2 separate regions of the Rattus norvegicus genome follow, and region 2 is linked to region 1. The links are chromatin contacts, called in public Hi-C maps. All regions are on one chromosome and are shown on one strand. Each heading gives the region's core, a stretch centred on a gene start, on an enhancer-like site or on the middle of the called end of the contact. The rest is flanking DNA. Distances are from core to core; before and after follow the strand shown. Region 1 overlaps LOC134485824 (a long non-coding RNA gene). Region 2 overlaps LOC102550768 (a long non-coding RNA gene).

What was found. A called contact is a pair of places that touch in the nucleus more often than the background predicts.
Region 2: a Hi-C map of liver shows a contact between it and region 1, with 2.1 times the contacts expected there. The contact joins two enhancer-like sites. A contact is called at or near these places in 4 of 12 Hi-C or Micro-C datasets (kidney, liver and mammary epithelial cells).

Annotation. Positions count from the first base shown.
Region 1 is chr2:30,498,633-30,504,837 of GRCr8, reverse strand. The region is part of intron 1 of LOC134485824 (a long non-coding RNA gene); the gene reads right to left. Among named protein-coding and RNA genes, the nearest start is that of Enc1, 220 kb to the right of the region's middle. Within about 2 kb of position 3,042, at least 14 of the 93 cell types and tissues checked have an H3K27ac peak or open chromatin away from gene starts, as enhancers often do. A contact at or near this core is called in liver, where this site is marked.
Region 2 is chr2:30,572,759-30,578,364 of GRCr8, reverse strand. LOC102550768 (a long non-coding RNA gene) reads right to left here. Exons shown (of 7, transcript XR_001836540.3): 3 at 2,734-2,865; 4 at 2,100-2,431; 5 at 1-1,538. Among named protein-coding and RNA genes, the nearest start is that of Enc1, 290 kb to the right of the region's middle. Within about 2 kb of position 1,889, at least 8 of the 93 cell types and tissues checked have an H3K27ac peak or open chromatin away from gene starts, as enhancers often do. A contact at or near this core is called in liver, where this site is marked.

The DNA.
Region 1 (6,205 bases), core at 1,793-4,292:
CTTCTTCCTCCAGGGCTTTCTTCGTTTTAGAAATGTTTAAATGCCCAGGGACCTCTTTGAAGAGGAAGTTGTCTTGACCATGAGAACGTATGGTGTGAACTCGTGAACAGTCACTCACAGCAGCAGGGACAAAGACAGTCAAGAAGGGGGGTGTGGAGGGCTGGCTGGGGGAGGGGCGTGCTATGCCCCAGTGCTGGAGAAAGAACAGTTCCATACACAGAGAAGGGGGAAGAAGGGAAACAAAGAAATCAGTTCTGCAGCACCCTGAGGCAGAGGACCCCAAGAACCGCTGACATAGAAAAGCCATAATTACGACCACACTACACCCTCTAGTTTCCACAGGAACTCTAGTGAGAACCAAAAGTTTTTTTTTAAAGAAGCAATTCTCTCAAGAACCCAACTTCTGTTGGTATCAAATCGAACAGACACCGAGTCTCACAGGAACTCAGCCCACAGCTCCCAGAGCAGATTGCATCCCAACAGAAGAGTCATGCCAAAGACACAGACAGTGTGAAGGCTGCCTTAAGGCTGGGCTTGAGAGCGGAAGCTAAACGGAGACTCCAGGAGCTCTCTAGTTCAAGGAGGCTCAGAGCACCAAAGGAGAAGCCACTCCTGTGGAGAAGACAGACTACTCCCAAAAACCACCAGACCCTGTGATACGGACAAGACTCAGAAAAGACACTGCTTGGGTTCGTAACCACAAAACACTCCATAGCCCACTCCAGTTCAGTTACCCACACCCAAGTGAGCCCACCATTTTTGCCGGACTTCAGCAGACCCCTGTGTAAGGGAAGAAGACAGCTGTTGGAAGAACAAGGCCCTCTCTCCCAGCCTCTTGTGAGTCACTTTCTTCTAAGGTGGTTGTCCTCAAATTGAAGAGTAACCCCCAAAATCTTGCCAAGCCAGGGAGGACAGACACAATTAATTCACTTGAAAACTGTCTTTCAGGTACCTTCTTTTGAGTCGCTCACTCAGTGAATGGGCTCTGCCTCCACATGGAGCACAGGCGTCCACTCAGAACCACAGAGCTAGAATAAGGCCATTCTTCCCCTCAGGGGACTCAGGTCTAATAAAGAGATGAGGGACTGAAAGCAAGAGTGCGACAAGGTGGAGCTCAGTGGTGAAGCTCTTGCCTGGCCTGTGTAAGACCCTGGGTTTCAGGACCTCCCAACAAACCCAGGCAGACAGACAGACAGACTGATACACACGCACACACGCACGCACACACGCATGCACACACATGCACAGATGTGCGCGCATGTGCACACAGCACATACATAGAGACACGGCTTACAAAAGAACATTTGAAGTGAATTATCACATAGGAAACTTAAGAGCACGTCTGGAATGCAGGAAGAATATAAAATTCAAGCGATCAGGACCACTCACTAGGTTTACATTTGTTTGCTCTTGTTGGTGTAACGAATAGCTCAGAACAATGGCTTGAAACAATGTAACTTTAACAAAGGGAGGTCAGACGGCCAGAGTGGGTACTGGGGGCTAAAGTTGGGTAGTCGGAAGCCCTGCATTTCTTCTGGAGACTTCCACAGAGCCTGGTTCCTGCCCTCTCCAGTTGCTTGTTGCCTGGTTCCTTTGGCTCTGGTTTCCTTCCAGGATTAATATCACAGTGACCTCTGCTTCTGTCCTAACCCAGCTTCTACCTCTCTCCTGTCCTAACATTCCTACCTGGATCTTCCTCTGTGATTGCACTGGCCCATCCAGATAACAAACTCTATCTTCAAGATTCTTGTAAGGTGACAGGGCCTGGAGATCTTTGGGGCAGTAGTGAGAGACAGAGGTGTCAGGGGCAGTATTTTATCCTGTCAACTCCTTACAAGACTAAAAATTCTCTATGTGAATAAGTCATACTGTTCTTCTGTCATCTCTCTCTCTCTCTCTCTCTCTCTCTCTCTGTGTGTGTGTGTGTGTGTGTGTGTGTAAATGGAATAAATTATATTCCATTCAAACCCTTGTTAAAAATCATCTAGGTTACATAATAAAACCAGCATGAAGAAAACCAGCCCAACACTCAACCACCTTCTACAAAATCTATTCTCTTTGCAATTTCTGCTTTTCCCCCCTCACTCCCTGTGTGTTGATTTTTTTTTCATATTCTGGCCCATCTTTCTTCTCAGTAGATACTAGTGGGTCCTTTGGCTGACACAGATTGTCACCAACACACTAATTCACACTAGCCAATTTCACTATGTGAGCTACACAGAGGAAAGAATTCAGAATTACTGTTGGAAACTGCTTTTTTGGGCCTAAAAGGAGATGTGACGAGGGAGACAGCTCAGCGGGTAAAGAGTGTCAGCTTCTCAAGCGAGGGCCTGGGTTAGGATCCCAGCACCCTAACAAAAAGCTGAGCTTGACCCCACATACCTGTCATGTCAGTACTGTGGAGCATGGAGACAGAGGGATTACAGAGACTTGCAGGATACAAGCTGCCTCAAGGTTCCAGGAGAGACCTCAAGGGAGTAAGGTAGAGATTGCCAGGACTGAGCAACCAGCATCATCCTCGGGCCTCTGTGCACACACACACATAAGTACCCACCGAGTGAATATATGCCTCATATATACCACACTCACTCGCATATGTATTCAAACTTTAAACTTAAAACACTTATATGTCAAAAGTCTAGGTTCTTCTCTAGGGTTCATCATCCTAGCCGGAACCTAGGAGATCCTTTACCCAAGGTTAAGGGTTAGCAATGCTACAAACCAGTGCACACTATGTATGGCCTCTGGAGTTCGGATCTGAGTACTTTGTGCCAGAAGATGCTACTCGCTATCTTCTCTATCGCTCTTGTCTTTGATATTTAAAAAGAGGCCAGAGACTCCCTTTTAAATACACACTGATGAGGGCAAAACCAATTTCTGGTTTTGCTTCCTGGAAAACCCGTGATTGGAGTTCCACAAAGAACCCTTCCCGTTTGGGTGATGTTTGACTCTGGAACATAAACAAGTTTCGACTGGAGGACAGACAGTGTGTAATCAATACTCCTTGGCTCCTGTCCAGGCCTGTCACGCCTGGTGCTTACATCGCTGTTGCAGATACTGGGAGGGAAGATCGCACCGCATTTAAAAGCAGATCAACAGATGTAGGGGTGTCAGTGAGAGTCGGTTACACGGCTGATGAAAGTCTTTGTGAATCTCAAATAATGACAATATGGCAACCCTCTATACGCTGGCAGATGGCCTCAGCCCCCGACCCTGCCAGGAAACCCAAAGCCAACCTTTCTCCCTCCCTCGGAACCTCATATTCCAGTCTCCATCATGCCTCTGCTGCTCTTCGTTGCCCTCAGCTTTCCAGTCCATGGTTTAGAAACTCCCTATGAACCGGTCATACTGGAGGTTTCCCCTAGGCCCGCTGACTCCCAGCCGCCTCCTGCCTCAACACCATTCCTCGTGTTTCCCGGCTCCATCCCTCTGAGGCCCTGTTCTCTAGGCCTAGATGGCAGCTCCTTCCTGATTCGCCTGGTGAATGCCTAATTAGCCCTCCAGAAAACCTCAATAAGCTCCCTCTTGTGTGACAAGAACTGTGGCCTCCCCTCCCACAAGGCTCTTAACACACAGTGTTGGCTCGGTGTCCCCCCACCCCCCTCCTTTGCAAGCTCCCAGACTGAGAGCTCTTTCCCAGCACAGGGAGCGCCTTTCATCTCCCGCCCCTCTGCACTTAGCTCTTAGTAGACACTGATAAACATTGGCTGAGTGATTGAAAGAATCTTCAGGTCCTTCTTCTGGGAAAGAAAGAGAAACGGCCCATCACTCTGCTGCCTTCTGAACTGTGGGCAGTCACCACCCGCTTCACTTTCTCACCAACTTTCTAGTGGCCTGGCTGCCCACCGAACCCTGTCCCTAATCCAGCCACGGCAATGCTGGCTTGTTTCCTGACCACTGAGCCTCCCCCACAGCAGCCCCTGATAGTCCGACATGGCAGTCCTCCGTGCTGCCGCCGTCTCTGGTTTTACTGAGGTGACTTCTCTGCCTCTTTTTCCACCTCCTCAGTGTTCTCGCTTCCCAAGTACTTGACTTTAGTAGGGTACAAGGTCCGGGCCTCTCCCCCAGAAGCTCACTGCAGGAACTACACAATGCTTACAACAACCTCCCAAGGTCAGTCTCTACAAACAGGACTGTCACCAGATGAGCTGATGTGGGCCAGGCACTCAGCATGCAGACAGTTGTCATACACTAGCAAAGGTATCTCTCAGCTGGCCACCTCTGTGCCCTCCCATTTTCCTCCCCTTAAATTCACTCTCCATTCTGACGCTACCGTAATATCCCAAAAAGAATGCTGGTGCCAAAAAAAACCGAAGTCTTCAGAATGCCTTAGCTGGGCGTGGCATACGCCTTTAATCCCAGCACTGGGGAGGCAGAAGCAGGCAGATCTCTGAGTTCCAGGCCAGCCTGGTCTACAGAGCAAGTTCCAGGACAACCGGGACTACACAGAGAAAGCCTACATCCAAAGAAAACCCTCCAATTACAGAGGGCCACACAGAGAAACTCTGTCTTAAAAAAAAAAAAAAAAAAAAAAAAAAGCGAAACTCCCACTATCATCCAGTTCTTCAACTTCAAGTTTAATTTCTCTGGGAATAGGTTCGGGTTTTCATAATACAGTGTCCACTGTATAAGGAAGCAATGCTACATTTTGTGCTGTCTCAGTATCTCACCTACAAATCATGCCTGTATATTGCCCACATTTTGTTTTGTGCGGAACTGTATTACCCAGTTGTCTGTTGTTCTGGGCTTTCACACGGGACCAACAGGACTGCCTTGTTATGACATTAAATACAGAGTTGACCACCCCTCACAGCTTTAGAAGGTAGACACAGAACAGAAAAACAAATTGTCATAAAGACCTTCCTTCTGAGATCTAGCCCTGTTTGATTATCTTGTTTGCTTTTGTTGTTTGTTTGCTGTGGGTTTTTGTTTTTGTTGTTGTTGTGGCTGTTGTTTGGTTGTTTGGTTTGGTCTGGTTGGCTTCTTTGGCTTTTTGTTTTGTTTTGTTTTGCTTTGAGGTCAGCTCTCCTTATAACACTCAAGCTAGCCTTGAACTTGCCTTAGCCAGCAGAGGGCTGGGACAACAAGCGTATGCCACCACACTAAGCAGCCCTGTTCCTTTTAAATAAAGTACGTGTCCCCATAATTCCGAGAGCTCCAGGAAAACCTTTCTGCCTGTTCTATATCTGAAAATGCTACATTCCAGGAGAAATAAAAGCCTCCCTGGCTCCGTGTCCAGGAAGAGAACGAGAGTCCAGATACCTCCAAGTCTTTCTGTTCCTTCACACCTCCGATGTCTTAATGATCCCTTGCCTTTAGTTTTATAGACACATGCGTACTGATAATACCTGTCATCGAAGGCATACACACATGCACACACAGTAAGGCGGGCAATTAATCATGATCTCCCCCAAGACCTTATTTTACAGTCAGGAGCCAATTGTCAGCACACATGTTCCTAAATAAACTGACACACGCACCAGCTAACAGATTAATTCACGTGGAGAAGGCACCGTGGGAAGAAAACCAGTGTTCCCAGATTGCTCAAGCAGGTGCTTTCCCTATTAACATAAGGATCAGTGCTCCCAGCTCTAACCCCCTGGGAACCCTGCCTACTGCAGTTGATGCTAGGACAGTTCTGCAAACTGAGAATTTGGTTTATACCGCACAGCACCGCTCAGGAACTCCTCAGAAGCCAGACTGAATCTAGTTGGCAGGGATAGGGGTGGGGTGGTGTCCTTTTTTTTTTTTTTTTTTTTTTTTGTGGTCTCACACTTGAAACTTACTATGGATCCCAGACTGGCCTTAAACTCGAGATCATCCTCCCCACCCACCCCCAAGCCCCCCACTGCCTCCCGAGTGCTGGGATTGCAGGTGTGTGCTCTCTGACTTTTCAATAGAAGGGAACCCTGAAGGAATACTTCATGCTTCCCTATGTCTTTGCAGATGTTGTTCTCGAGGCTCACAACATCTGATGTAATGAATCCTTAAGACACCAACACCTCCTGCGATGAATCTGTTCAGGAAAGAAGCGTGCGCCCCACGTGTGCGTGCACGCGCTCATCCACACTCGCTGCCTGGCATGCCCCTTCAGTGGCGAGAATACTGTTAGTCATCTTGTGTCTTTTAAGTTTTAGTCCTAACGTGGTCAGCCCTCCAAATAAAGCCCAGGCGCTCCATACAGTACCTCATGGGTAAAAGGGAG
Region 2 (5,606 bases), core at 640-3,139, 75 kb before region 1:
CTGAAGCTTATGCCTTACTCAACCCTGCCATCGAACCCCACAACTCTCCAGGGCAAGGTCTGTGTTTCTCATGATTCTGCCAAGCCACTCACTCTCGTTTCCCTAAGGGAAATCTTTTCTTGTCGGTGGCTATTACTGTCTGCAATCTTCCACTGAAAAATTGCTCCAGAATGGGTGCTTCCTAAGTGAGAGTTTTCTCCATTAGTTCGACAAAGGGGTAATGTAAGGGCAGGCCCTGACCCTCCATTACCAAGAAATCAACTGTAGAAGTGAGTCATCTCTCTCTTTCTCCCTCACCACTGGGCCAGGCATGGTGATTAATGAGAGCTCTTGAAGATTAATACACTTTCTTGTTTAAAATTTCAAAATTAAAGATCTTGGAATAGGAGTCCAGAGAGGGCATGGGGAGTAGAAGGAAGAAGGACAGACTCCTTGCTTAGTTACATTTGTTTTTCAGACCCCAACCCTTTCTGCCAAATTTTGGAGACTTGCCCTTGCCTGACCCTTCCCTATGCCAGTGGCTGTCTTTTTTGTTCATTTTCTCCTCAGTAATGACAAAGTGGTTATCATAGATCCTCAGAAGTTTTCAGGTTACCAAGTGGGAGAGAGTGGAGCGGTTGATTGTATTGGCTCAGGCCAGTGGTGGAAGACAAGAGGTAATGTGGGCCCAAGCAGCCATTGTGCCTCTTGTCACAGCATGAATGTTCAGGCTCTGCTCCGCCCATGAACTCTGGAGAAATCCGAGATCTCTTGGCTAGACTCTTCTTCAGGTCCAGCTTCTCAGAGCTCAGCGCCACCCCCAACACTCTAAGAAAGTGGGCAGTACCTTTCCCAAAATGAATTTCAAGACCAGCTACCAAGAGCCACCATTGGCCCCAGATGCCCATACCAGAGTCAAATCACCAGCACGAACGTGGCTGACGTTGACCAATCACTCTCTGTTATGAGAGACGGGCTGTTCTGGCTTCCATTTAGATCTGAGGCCAGAAGCATTTAAAAGCAGGTCTTACTTTTCTGGTTTACAAAAATGAAGGAGCTGAGTCCAAGCAAGCTTGAAATCTCATGAACGGTTGCACAGCTTGTCTGTGGTGGGACCCTGAAGCCAGGTCTTTATCTTTGACCTTACAGAAAATGAAAGGAGAGAAAGGGAACTCTCGGAAGCAGAGGAGTGCTGGAAGCAGGGGAGCCCCACAAACGGGACTGCAAGCGAGGATCAGGTTCTAGTGCTTCTTTAACACCTGGCAAGCCACTGTTAGTCTCAGGTGGCCTCTCCCAGCCCACTTTGGCAGATGAGGTCCTCTAGACAAAAAAAGCCTCCTTATGTCAGAGGCCATGGGCAGTCCTTTCTAACCCCTCGGTGGTGAGTGTCGGGTCCTGTTGGTGAGCTTCAAGTGTTTGTCCACCCATGGGATTCTTCTTCCATAAACCAGCTACATCTTCCCTGGGCGATGAGGAGACACCTTGTTCTCGTGATGGTACAGTTGGTCTCCCTCTGCTTGCTCATTCTCTTAACAAGTGTGGCATCCGTGCGAGTAAACCTAATTTTGCAAAGAAGAAAACTCACCAACTAACTCAAGGTGTCAGAAATGCTGTTGAAACAAGTCTAGGGAGAAAGCCCAGACAATGGCTTTCTGGGAACCTAGTAGGGTCTAAGGAGATGCTAACATTAGTTCTGCTTGTCTGCATCGGGGCACAGATCCTGCGGTCCTGAAATTCTCTAATGCCTTGCCTTGTGAACTGTTTCCTATGAGGGCTTTCTGCCTCTGATTAGATTATTAACTCCCAAGAGTGGCAAAGCTGAACAGGAACAATGTCTTGCAATAATCTGGTCACATCCTGTCATACTGGGCATGGAGACTTCAACACACCAGGGTGGGAAGATACGGCTCAAGCCATCACACAAGCCAAGGACCGTGTGACTCATAAGTCAACAAACTAGAGCTCCACAGTGGTAGCAAGGGACAGAACCCAAGAGCCGGAGCTGCCGGGAGTCCAGCTCAGGGATCCACAAGTGACAGCAGCTCTGCCTGCCACCGAGAGTCAGGAGCCACGCTTAGGTGTCCCCTGGCACTGAGAGTAAGTAGCCACCATCCACTTACCAGCTTCCGGGCAGTGCCTGCACCTCAGACTTGCACAACCATCTCGTCAATGAAAACCCATAAGCTTAAGGGAGGAAAAACTAAATAAAGAAAACCACATGCTCAAAAAGGAGTAACTGTACATTGTCTGTGGACAAAACCTCAAAAAATGCCGGGAAGTGCTGAGTCAGGACATTCTGCCCTGATAGCTTTTGTTGGAAACATTTAACATCTCAGCTCTATCTCTTCTTTCTCAGACAGATCTTCCTCAGAGGCACCCAGGTCCAACAATGCCGTTAGTCAGGACTTTGAGTTCCCAGAGAGCTCAGAGCTGAGCCAAAACAAACATACACCTAGAGAGAAGGGAAAGAGAGAAGATTAAACACAGAGTGAATTTCCTGCAGCCCACAACACCCTTCCAGCACCCCCAACCCCAGACTTGAGAGAAATCAATGAATTGCATGTTACACACCAACGTTTTACTGTCCTCTTGTCACCAAAATGAGTACTTTGATTGATCATTTCCCTTATGTAGAGATTGCCAAGAAGGTACATCACTGATGGTGGCTCTCACATCACAGGACAAGTTAAACAAAATACTGAACCACTTAGGGTGAGAGGATGTTTCAGTCAGTAAAGGGCTTGCTTTACTGACCTGAGGATCCACGTTGAATCCCAGGGACCTATGAGGGCTCTAGCTGGGGTAGAGGCAGAGATAGGCAGATCCCAGGACTTGCTGGCCAACCAATTTAGCTGAATTGATGAGCTCCAAGTTCGGTGAGAAACCCTGTTTCCAAAAAGTAAGGTAATAGAAGAAGATATTTAATGTGAAACTCTGGCCTACATGCATTTCTATGAGCACATATGCACACAAACACACACGCACACATGCACGCGCAAACACACACACACACACACACACACACACACATAGACTGAACTATTTGGTCATACGTGAGTGGCATGGTGGGATACATCTATAATTACAGTGTTTAGAAGCCTAAGACAGGAAGGTTGTGAGTTCAAGATCTACCTGGGCTACAAGTGGAGGCTCTATGTTTTAAAAGAAATTCAGAGAAGGATTGTATTATTGGGCCCTTAAAAGACCTCAAATACAGTAGCCGTAATTCAACTGTCCTCACACATCAGTCTTCCACTTGGAGTATCAGGTAACAGTCTTCCCGTGCCACTTGCTTCCATATGAAGGTGAGTTCCCTGAGTGTCCCCGCTATCCCCTCAGTTTGGTGTCTCACCAAAGTGGGATGCTGCCTTACCAAGATAGCAAGGAGGAATTGGGTTTGGTAGTCTACACAGGGAGGGAGGACTATAAGGGTGTTTCTAATGCTAAAGTCCTGTTTCCCAATTGGTTCTTGATCAATCGATAAAGATACCAGGACCAATGACTAAGGACAGGGTGGGACACTTAGAGTTTCAAGCGACGGCACAGGGAGGAGAGAATGGGGAGGAAGAAGGAGGCAGTAGCAGCAGGAGATAAAGCCATGTGAGTTTTCGGTTGAAGTAGCCAATGGCCACTCTATCTGATTATGTCTAGGATGGCAGGGGAGGTTTAGGAGTGCCCAGTCACTGAGTTAACGAAGACATTTTAAGATTAACTGGTGTGTATGGAACTGGTTGATGACCTATTTGCCATGTGCTTTCCTCAGTCAGAGATAAGAACAGTATTATTTTCAAAGCAGAGCAACAAATAGCAAAGAACTTAGAAGCGCATTCCCTCATCACCATGTTCATGCCCAAAGACGCAACTCCAAAAAGGAGATTCGCCAGCTTTCAGGTTGGCACCCGGCAAGCCTTAGTCTGGCAAAGTCCACCCTTGGTTCTTACATTAATCAATAAGCCAATTGTTCTCAAGCTCGCCATGAGAAATCATGTGTTCAGAACAAAAGAAAAGCTGGTGCCAGAGGTGTTCTTTGGCCACACAGTCGTCATGCTAGAACAAACAGTGTATCCATCATCCATATATGCTGACTTGGAAACAGCGTGTTAATTGACCAAACATGGTGAGGTCATCATCCCTGGACATAAGAGGAACAGGCTGAGCCAGGAGCCTTGGCTCTTTCCGATCGACAAATGTGAGCAGAACGTTTGACTGGAAATATGACCAAAGAGGCAGGACTCCCCATCAGCAAAGAGATCTGTGAGCACAGCACGGAAGCCACCAGCAATGGGACCATAGCACACAGGCTATGCTGCAGGCTTTACACAGGTGCAAAATAGTTTCCCTATGTCTCCTCTGGGATCGTTTCTAATGGATTCATTGCCTGAGAAAGAAAGGGACGGGGACGTGATGAGCACCTCCTCGTGTGCTTCTTCACGGTCTACAACCATCCCAACTCCTCAGACAGAGAGCATTGCAAACACGTGAACAAGTCGTCACCAAGAGCCAGTCATCAGATCAGCTCAGCACTTCTTTGGTTTAGAGCTAAGGAAGAAGAGAATTAGTTTGGTCCTGGCTTATATTTGAGCACAGTCTTCGACAGTCTAGCCCAACTAATGGATGCAGCCATCAACCATATATGCTGATTTGGAAACAGGATGCTAATTGACCAAACATGGTGAGGTCATCATCCCTGGACGTGACAGTGGAAGGAACAGTCTGAGTCAGAAACCTGGACCCTTGCTAATAGACAACTGTGAGCAGAAAGTTTCACTGGAGACACAGCCAAAGAGGCAGGACTGGACAGAAAGACGAGGGAACAAAGGAATTCGGTTTTTCCTCTTGCCGCAAGCTCTGGGAGAATACCCCAGAGTGGCCTCTGTTTGCTCCATAGCTTCCAGGATGCTCCAGCGAGTGTAAATTTCATGTTGGAAGTCAGCGGGCTTCCTGATATTAAAAAGTATTATAAGGGCTAGCAAGATGGCTCAGTGCAGGGCACATTCAAGATCTATACATTCAGGGTGTTCCAAATAGCTGCCCCGGTGACCGCACTCAGGTGCTGAGCTGAACACAGTCTACTCTTTGTATATGGACTTCAGAACGGATCTGAGCAGGCTCTGGAAGAAACCCAGGCATTCTCAGATGCCCGAACACTTGCAACAAGATAAGGAAAAAGAGGCCAAGGCCCAGGAAGACATGGCGTTGCTGTTGCCAATTAGCCTCTACTCAAATCAGCCCAGACGTTCCTCACTACCTGCCCAGTGTTCTGGGTTCCTGAATGAAACACAAACACACACACACACACACACACACACACACACACACACACAGAGCCTAATATTTTAATATGCCTTAAACAGCTTGACAGCTGGGCCGCTGCCAAACCTGCATGTGACTAACACCTCCCTCCCGATATTCCTGAGTTATTACTTACTAAAATCCATATTCCATCTTCGCTGCCCTAGATCCAATGGGGTAGGGGCGGGGAGGGCTGGGGCCACTCTTCCCAGGCTTTTACCTGATTGCTGTGCTCTCTCTTCTGCACCTCTCAGGCCTGGCCATTACTCCTTTTCAGCATGGACGTTCTAACTCCTTCTTTCTCCCTCAGTCCCCTTGCCTGGGAAATCACAAGT